Regions from separate parts of the Mus musculus genome. Here regions 1 and 2 are each linked to region 3. Evidence: chromatin contacts called from public Micro-C data. All regions are on one chromosome and are shown on one strand. The core of a region is the stretch at or near the end of the contact, and the rest is flanking DNA. Distances in the headings are between cores, read along the strand shown.

Region 1 (2,880 bases), core at 28-2,527, 2.9 Mb after region 3:
GGCTGCCTCGCGGCTGCCGCAATAGCCCTTTGGGAAGACAGATTTCTCATCGCAGGCGCGGGGGCTCGAGTGGGGGAAGGTCTTTTTGGTTCGCTCTTATGGGGGACATTCATTCTTGGTCCTTCTTTAAGCCACAGCTAACTCTGCTCTTGGAAAAGAAAAACAGTTACACAGCCACACAAGTACAACAAAAGGCGCCTCCCCGAAGTGGCTCTCCACGTCCGCAGGACGGGTGGCTGGACGTGTAGACGCACTTTTGTGCCTCTGTAATCTCGGACGTCCATCTGGCCCCGGCGGGCGAGGGCGGGCGGGAGGGCGCGGGCAGGGGAGGAGCGCGCGCACGCAACTAGAGGCGCGAGCACGCGCGCCCGCTCTCCTTCACTTTCACCTTGACTGCGGGGGGGGGGGCGTTGGTGGGGGCGACAAGAGACTATGGTCCTCCATCCCCCCACCTTCCGCCATTCGTCTTCCCACCCCCAGCACTGTCCTGCCCAGACGCCAGCCTAGGGAGGGGTGAGGAGGAGGCTGCACTGGCGCTCGGGTCGCCGCACCGCCCCGCAGCCTCGCGCTCTCCGCAGTGACAGCAACCACAACCGCAGCAGCACCCAGCTCCATCCTCACCAGCCTGGCTGAGCTACAGCCCGGCAATTCGGGCTGAGGACGACAAGCAGAAGGTGTGCAAGTGCCCCCGAGCTCCCCACTCCATTGACCGAAGCTCAAGAAACCGGGAGTGGGCTAGCGGCGGTATTGCACGGAGGGGACTGAGAAAAAGAGGACTGGAGACCATGAAGCTATTCAGGCAGGGGTAGGATTGAGCCCCCCGAGTCCACCCAGAGGACTTTGGCAGGGTCTGGGGCGGCCAGGGTGGCTTCAAGGGATCGGAGGGCTCTGACCACTGCAGATGCGGCGCGTGTGGGTGCGGTGAAAGCACCCACTTCTCCCAGGATCTAAACGGATAAACGGAAGCGAGTGTAAGTGTGGGGGTGCGAATCGCCACCTCCGGCCTTGGCTTTCCCGTTCGTGAGAGCACCCCCACTTCTCACTTTCCCCAAATCCGCATTTTTCTTGGCACAACCCTCCCGAACACCGAGCGAGGAGAGGGAGGTGCCCGGGGGCAGTGAGAGTGACGTGTGCTGGTGCAGAGGGGGGGGGGGGGGGCTGCGGGCCGGGCTCTGTGGACCTACTCCTAATCCTCTTGTTTTCGGAACTGTCAGCAGATGTGGCTTCTCTTAGCTGAATAATCCGTTAAAGGAATAATAATTTTTAAAAAGGACCTCGGCCTCACCCAACGAGGACAGTGAAGGAGATCAGCTCTTGGTAAGACTAAAAGAAAAGGCACTAAATTCTCTGCGTCCCTCTCTCTGTCTTCCTCTCAATCCCCTCACCCCCTCCCCCTCTCTTCTCTCCTCACCCCCCCCCCTTTCTCCCCCATCCCCTGCAATCCGCACTCGACGCGAGTTCACGCGCAGGGCTGGATTTCCAAGCTGCACTGCAACTTCTCAGCGCGTTATTATTATTCATCTGAGGGTGCAGCCTCTGCAACCTTCGCCTCCTGCGCTAGCATCCTTCCCCCTCGACCGCGGCCACCAGCAGAGCGGTTTCTTCTGCACGCGTGCTCTGGTTCACCAGAGGAGGATTCTGGCTTTTTGCTTTTTTGTTTTGGTGGTTTGGTTCGGTTTGGGGTTTTTTTTTTTTTTTTTTTTTTTTTTTTTTTGGTTTTGTGTCTTAATTCTTTCAGGGTCATCGCCAGGATGCTTTTCCTCCGGCCAGGTGGAGCCAGCATCAGCGCCTGCCAGCAGCAATTCCCTTCAATAGCCGAGGAAGCACTTGGGGCTTGGCCAGGGAGGCCGCTCCTTGCTTGCGGGGCTGACTTTAGCCTCCACTACTCTCCCGCATCCATCTGCGTGTATATTATCCCCATCCCTTTTTATTCCAATAGATCCGCCTTTGGTTTGGACTGGCTGAAACGCGGCGGACTGCAACCAGGATCCTTTAAAGGAGAACAAAAAGATGAGGATATTGTGCGGGGGTTCCGGGACAAAGCGTCTTGGGACGCGCGGAACTCTGGCTCCCCGATTGGAGAGATCAACGCTGCCCAACAGTACCCGGCCGGACCTGCGGACCTCTGAGGTTATTCGGACTCAATTTTATTGATTTTTGTGGCATGCTTTAAAAGGGTCAGTGTTAGGTAAAGACTGTGTCCCCCAACCCTGTGGGGTGGGTGGGAAGCTGAACGGAACCGATCCAGTTAGATTTAACTTGTCCTCTATGCCCTCTACCTGGCTTTTTTGAGCCATTGGGAAGGAGAATGGGGAAGGCTTAGAAAAGAGAAAGGGGGGGGGGGGACGACTGCCTGAAAGGATAAGGCACTAGTAGGGAGTGGGATGGACCAGGTGAGGGAGGTCTGTGGGTTAGGAAGCACCTTCCTCACTCTGGTGCACTGGGTGGGTTTGTTCAGGGAATGGCAACGTGGGTGTCTGTTGAAAGCAGTCTTGTGAAATTGACATGTACATGCATAAGGTGACTGGACTTGTGTGTAAACAGAGTGATGGAGAGCAGAGAGGGAGGGGTCTTAAAATAATATTTTATTGTCCCTATGGATTTGGGGATCTCTCCCCCACCCCACCCAGCTACATTCTATAGGGGTGACCTTTTAAAATCTACACCCACCCTTTACCTCTGTAAAACCGGTTGACGGGTGGGGTGGGGGAACATGTAGGGGTGCGCGCTCTCTCTCTCTCTCTTTTCCCCCTCCCCCCTCCCAGTCTCCCTCCTCCCTCTGTCTCCCCCTCCCTCTCCCTTCACTCCTCCCTCTCTCGCTCTCCCTTCGCTCCCCCTCCTTCTCTGTCCCTCCCTGCTGCATTTTGCATGAGCTATCTA
Region 2 (2,862 bases), core at 347-2,846, 2.3 Mb after region 3:
TGCTGCACCACCTTTGGCTGGTAGCTGTCCTGGCTTTGCACAGTAGCGGGGGTGGGGGTGGGGGGTGGGGCAGCGATCACCGGCTTTAAGGGACACCGGCCTTAGAGCCCTGTTGCTGGACCCTGACCCGAGTCTATTTTATGCCGAAAGCACATGCCCTGATGAATTTTATCTAGGGTCCTTGAGGGTAAAATTAGGTCTTAAAGTCGGAGAAGTTGCAGTTCTCCGGACATTTACAGCGTCTCAGCACTGGCCGCCTTGCACGTTGTAAGCAAATTCAGTCACCTCACAGGGACTTTGAGACTAGAGAGGCATCTCCATCAAAGATTACACAGCCAGAGCTCACTGTATTTACCTCATCACCGCCTGTGAGATCAGCCTTATCGCCGGGTTTTAGGATTAGGAAAGGTCTTGGGAGATACCGGACTTGCTGTCACGCATTCAGTAACTCAAGACAGAGTCTCACACCCAACACCACTGTCTTCCGCTCAGACTCTGCCTCTTTCGAAGGTCGCCTCTGTGGAGCCTCCACATGGGGTGGCGCGCCATAAATGTTTGTGGGTCTAATTCCAGGAACTAGGCCCCCCGCCCCTGCGGTGTTTCTACAGTGGGGTGTGTCTAAAGCATGTTGGCTCGTTATTTCACTCATTCGTTCATTCACTCATTCGGCAGTTCTTGAATGCCTACTGTGTGTAGGCGCTGATGTAACCGCCAAAGCAGCCGCGGCGTGCGTTAGGGTCTCAAGTTCCCGGTCCACAGCTCATTCAGGATACGGGGAAACCGAGAAGGCTCCACTGTAAGGAAGTAGTTGGGACACATAGGAGCGGAAAAGCGGCTCCTCTAGAGTCGGAAGAAGCACCAGAAATGGATTCCGCAAAAGGGCTACTAGCAAGGAAGATGCAGACTCAGACTGCCGGGGTCAGCGGCAGGCAGAGTGGGATGGGGGCAAAGACAAGAAGAGGAAAATCGGATAGCAGAAAACCCGACCCCTCTAGAGATCCACAGTGCCAGTTTAGGGAAGTCAGTGCGCCGAGTCCCTAGTCCGGTGGATCCCACATCCACCTAAGACCCTTGGTGGCTGCCCACGTTTACTGGGGCGAGATGACCCAAGCCATGGGTGTGATCTGTTCACAACAGCATACTTGGCCGATCTAGGGATATTGATAGTGTCTCTCCTCCTCGAGTATCCTGGTGTAAGCTGTTTGAGTTCGGTTTTCCTTTGCGGGAGTTTTGGTGGAGTCTGGTCCCAGCGCGGAGGGCAGCCCAACAACGGAACAGGGGCTGGACCTGACTCCTGCGCCAAGCAGTGGTGACTTCGAGCCGTGGGCGCGCTCCTCCTGGCCCTGCAGCACCTGCACCGGAGCGGGATCGGGGCAGGCTCGGGAGGCGGAGGGGCGGACAGGGGCGGGCACCGGGGCAGGCTCGGCCCCTCCCTCCCCCTGCCGGCAGGTCGCAGCGGGGACGCCGCGGCGGGGCAGCCGGGAGGGGCCGCGCCGCCCCAGAGAGTCATTGGCGGACCCGGTGGCCCGAAGCTGATAAATAAGGGCCAAGCCCGAGGCTGCTGGCCAAGTTGGACGTCGCGACCTGAGCGAGGGCCAGGTCAGCGCCGGCCCCACGAGGCGAAGCCAAGTGACCCGCGTTCGGCCATGGCCTCGCTGCTGGGCGCCTATCCGTGGACCGAGGGACTGGAGTGTCCCGCCCTGGAAGCCGAGCTGTCGGATGGGCTGTCGCCGCCCGCCGTCCCCCGACCTTCAGGGGACAAGAGTTCGGAAAGCCGGATCCGGCGGCCCATGAATGCCTTCATGGTGTGGGCCAAGGATGAGAGGAAACGTCTGGCAGTGCAGAACCCGGACCTGCACAACGCGGAGCTCAGCAAGATGCTGGGTAAGTGCGCGGGGCACGAAGCTGTTGCGAGGATGGCGCGGGTGACAACGCTGTTCGGAAAGGTGGGGAGTGGGGGTGGGATTTGAACACAGACACCACCAGGGCCTGAGCGGGCCACGGTGAAACCGGTGAAACCAGTGAAACTTTAGGAACAGCACGGGGCTCCGGACTGGTCCCTACTCTGGGTCGCGGAGCTGAGACTCCGGTCTCAGGAGCAGGAGCGACCCGCGGCCTGTCCCGGGGACTGGAACTAGGGCTTAAGGACTCAGAGGGGCAGATACGTTTAGTCTGGGTGGAATCGGCGGAACCGGCGTTTGCTGGAAGACTGAGGAGACTCCACTCCTCACGTTGTAGACTGGGAAAATCAGAAAGAGATATTGTCACAGAGAAAAAGATAACGAACGTACGTCAGTTGAGGCCTCACTGAGAAACGTCTCTATTTTTAACTATTTAACAGAAAGAAAAAGAAAATCAGCAACAAAAGATGTCCACCCGAATAGGCTGGGTTCGCTCATCTATTTATCGAAGAAGTGTAAATAACTTGAAAAGAAATTTTGAGCAGCCAGAGAGGGTCTTTGAATCCCATCGCTTCTTGCTTATAGCTATGGTGCTGTCCGCAGATAATCCTGACTGGAACCAGACAGGCCAGAGAATTGGGGATGAAAATGCTAAAACGGTTCCAAGGAACCCGTTCTTGTTGGATTTTCTATTCTCTCCAGTACTCAGAGCAGGGGTGGGTGGGTTAATATATGCATTACACACACACACACACACACACACACACACACACACACACACACTTATACACACACGTATTAATTAAATGTGTTTGTGTTAGTGAGTGTATGCGTGCACACTCGTGCCACCATGAGTGTGTGGGGGGCAGTCAGAAGACATCTGGGAGGTGGGGAGTAAGTTCTTTCTTGCCATCATGTGGGTTCTAGGAATTAGACATTCACATCTTCAGGCTTCGTGGCA
Region 3 (3,143 bases), core at 467-2,966:
CTACACCGAAAAGCCAGTTAATGGTCATGACAGTCCCCAAATTCTCCATTTACTCCGGGAAATGTTCCACTTTCACTGTTCTAAGTCTTCTCCTTACAACACAGATTCTAAGAACCAAGTATTTTTCTTTCCTAAGACTTTAAATTGTTGCTTCTTAGTAGAGATCTTTGCTATAATAGGGCGGACCGATCCTATCGAAGCGTATTTCCCCGCTCTTAACTCATCTACCTATAAATAGCGCCGCTCACCGAGCTGAGTCACCAAAACCCAGAGTTTACTCAAAATAGCTCTTAAGGACTGCTGGAATTGAGTCGCTCCAGTGGTGACAGATTGACCACACACCCATCAAGCTGGGCCACGGACCAGAGCCATAGAACTGGCTCCTAACCACCAGGCGCCCAGAGGGCTAGTCAGGCGAGTAAGACCCTAGTCGCTGGGATCTCGAAGTCTGGACTCAGGAACCAGCTAGTGGCCAGACTCCGCCTTGACGGAACAGAGTCCTCCCCGCCCTTTTGGAGCTGGGAGCCGCGGGGGGCCCGGCACCCGGCACCGCCCTCGCCCACTGCTCACACAATGGGGCGCGTCGAGGGGCGGCCCGGCTTGAGCTTCAGACCTAGCCCTCATTGCCTAACTCCCGGTTGTTGCCAAAGCACCTGATGACCTCAGACTATTGCCCACCCTCAGGAGGGTGCAGAAGCTTGGGAGCAGCAGCCCTGGGGGGGGTGGGGGGGGGGAGAAAACGGAAGTGCCACCCCCTGCAGGCAGGGTGGTGACGTCACCCTACCGCCAGCCTGTAGCGGGGGTGGTTGCCCATCACGTGATCCACGCCCCTCAGAATCCCGCGCGCGCGCTCCCTCCCCCCCCTTTTCAACTAGACTCCCACCTCTCCCGCCTCCTCTCCCCAACTTTCGCCCTCCCTGCTCCCTCACCGCTGTCAACAGCGCCAGCTCCGCCCTCCCCAACGGCGAAGCAGCGGGCTCCTGAGTTCAGGTCCTTGCTCCCTGAGCGCAGGGTGCCCCCCTCCCACCCTGTCCCCAAATTTAGGCGCTCAGGGTGCGTGGGCCTCGGGGGTGCAGTGGCGGCGGCGACAATTCTCCACTCATTCCTCCCACCGTGGACCAGGCGGACTCTGCAGGTCTGCGTTCAAAGGGGACCGAGAGACGCGCACGGCCTCCGGGGAGCCCCCTCCTCTCACCCTGCGGCCCGCCTGCTCTGCCAGCTCCGTCTCCCGTGGGGGCCACGCGCAGATCTCCTCCTGGAGCCCCTCACTCTCTTCGCTCCGTGCACGCCGGGGTTACAGCTTTGCTTTTTTTTTTTTTTTTTCCTTCTGTCGCTGCTGCTCCTCGTTCTATTTCCTTACCGCCCCCCGCCCCCGCCCCGGTTCCCTTCTAAAAGTGGAGGCTGGAGGAGGGAGAAAAGCAGCCTAGAGTCGAAAGGGGCGGTGCGCACTGACCTGTCAGCGACGGAGGAAGACCCCCGGTCTGGGCGAGCTCTCCAGCCAGTGGGGGCACTGGAGCGCAGGGCTCGAGCGGAGCGGCGGCTGCGCTCGACCAGGTGTCCCCTAGGCCGGTCTGCGCCGCCCCCTCCCTCGGCGCCGCGCTCTCCGCCCCAACATCGGGGACCAGGGAACCCCCCAGCTCGATTTTTTGTGCAGTTTCAGCAAAGCTCCGAGGAAGTTGGTCCTTTTGTTCCACTATTTATAGATTGCGTCAACATTGCGAAAAGAAGAAGGCGGAGCGGTGGCCCCTCCCCCGCCCCTCGGCCCGCTCCCAGGAGAGAAAAGCCCCAGCACACGACCTAAGTACACAGCGCGCCAGCCGCCCGCCCCCGGGCCTCCTGCTCGCCACTTCCCCCTCCCCCCGCCCGGGCCCGAGCGCTGCCAACCCCGTCACGTGCCCTCTCGGGAAAACCAGCTCCCCGGGGCTGTGCGCCGCCCGCCTGGTTCCGTGGCAGCGGCCTCCGCCCTGCGGCGCTCCCCTGCTCCTGGCTGGGGTCGCCGGCCCGGGTGGTGTGCACGACCTGGGGACCCGCACTCTGACCACTCGACGGGGGGTGGGGGGGGGGAATTTCTCCCGGACCCGAGCCTTGCGCGCGGAGTGGCCCCGAGCGTGCCGTTCGCTCGCTCGCTCGGGCGTCTCTACCTCCCTCCGTCTCTGGGAGCGCCACCGCCCTACTTGCAGAGAGCGCGCGCGTTTGGGCCTCGCTTTGGAGCCCACGGCCTGGACAAGTCCCTGTGCCCCCTACGTGCGGCGGCTCCCGCAGGCGTCCGCTTGCTAGGCCTCGCTCCCCCGGCCAACGGGCGTGAGGGGTGCGGGGGTGGCTCGCAGCAGCTCCCAGGCAAAAGCGCTGGGCGCGGGAAGCGCGGGGCGGACGCTCTGGATCCGCAGGTGCAGCTAGCTTCACGCTAGCTTCCTTCTCGCTTTCCCAGCTGCTTAAAGCCCCAGGCATTTGCGCATCCGACTCCTTGACAAGGGAACGCGGTTCTTGAGGACTTACTCTTTGGTTACAGGAGTGATTGGGGCAAACCATTACAAGTTGCCTTTAAACCCCGAGGACGAAGTGATAGGCCCCTCCAAACCCCGAAGTGAAACTGAGCGCCCTGCTGGCCTAAAGCCTAGGCGGAGGGCTCAGTGTAAACAAAAAGTGCGATAAACACCAAAGGAAGGCCTTACAATTAAGGCAAACTAAGTGGTTAGTCTAAGCGTGATTAACTTCTGTAGCTTCTAGTCCCTTTCCTAAGTAATTGATTTCAGAACGCAGTTTTACTTTTCAGGATCAGAACATAATAAGTTAGCTACCAGATCACTGATTCAGGAAAACAGGCTGAGCTCGGATGAGAACAGGAAACGCATCGGACTTTCCCAGCAACTGGAGAGGGGTAAACAGTCTAGAAGAACTCCCCCCATCCCACTCCCCCGCCCCAAGTTCGGACCACCACCACGCCTCAGCACGGGCACCTACCTACTGTGAGGGGCTTGGAAGTTAGGTATAAGGGTGGGTCCAAACCTGGTAGAGCTTTTCCAAGAGTCAGATGGGGGAGGAAATAGATTTGCCTAGAGTTGAGAAACCTTTCCAGATTTAGGCCCGCTTGCTTTCGCTCTCTCTATTTCTATTTCTTTTCTTTCTTTCTTTCTTTTTTTTAA

What was found. A called contact is a pair of places that touch in the nucleus more often than the background predicts.
Region 1: a contact with region 3 is called in a Micro-C map of embryonic stem cells, with 9 times the contacts expected there. The contact joins the promoter of Mir124a-1hg here to the promoter of Dleu2 in region 3. A contact is called at or near these places in 6 of 484 Hi-C or Micro-C datasets (differentiating embryonic stem cells, embryonic stem cells and stem cell-derived epiblast-like cells) and 1 of 115 datasets of contacts at active chromatin or transcription factors (embryonic stem cells).
Region 2: a Micro-C map of embryonic stem cells shows a contact between it and region 3, with 6 times the contacts expected there. The contact joins the promoter of Sox7 here to the promoter of Dleu2 in region 3. A contact is called at or near these places in 2 of 39 promoter capture datasets (cranial neural crest and liver) and 2 of 484 Hi-C or Micro-C datasets (both in embryonic stem cells).

Annotation. Positions count from the first base shown.
Region 1 is chr14:64,586,838-64,589,717 of GRCm38.p6, forward strand. It overlaps Mir124a-1hg (Mir124-1 host gene (non-protein coding)), which reads left to right and starts at 1,278. Exons shown (of 4, transcript NR_040709.1): 1 at 1,278-1,317; 2 at 1,940-2,130.
Region 2 is chr14:63,942,110-63,944,971 of GRCm38.p6, forward strand. It overlaps Sox7 (SRY (sex determining region Y)-box 7), which reads left to right and starts at 1,597. Exons shown (of 2, transcript NM_011446.1): 1 at 1,597-1,884. The coding sequence starts at 1,647.
Region 3 is chr14:61,680,657-61,683,799 of GRCm38.p6, forward strand. It overlaps Dleu2 (deleted in lymphocytic leukemia, 2), which reads right to left and starts at 1,717. Exons shown (of 7, transcript NR_028264.1): 1 at 1,454-1,717.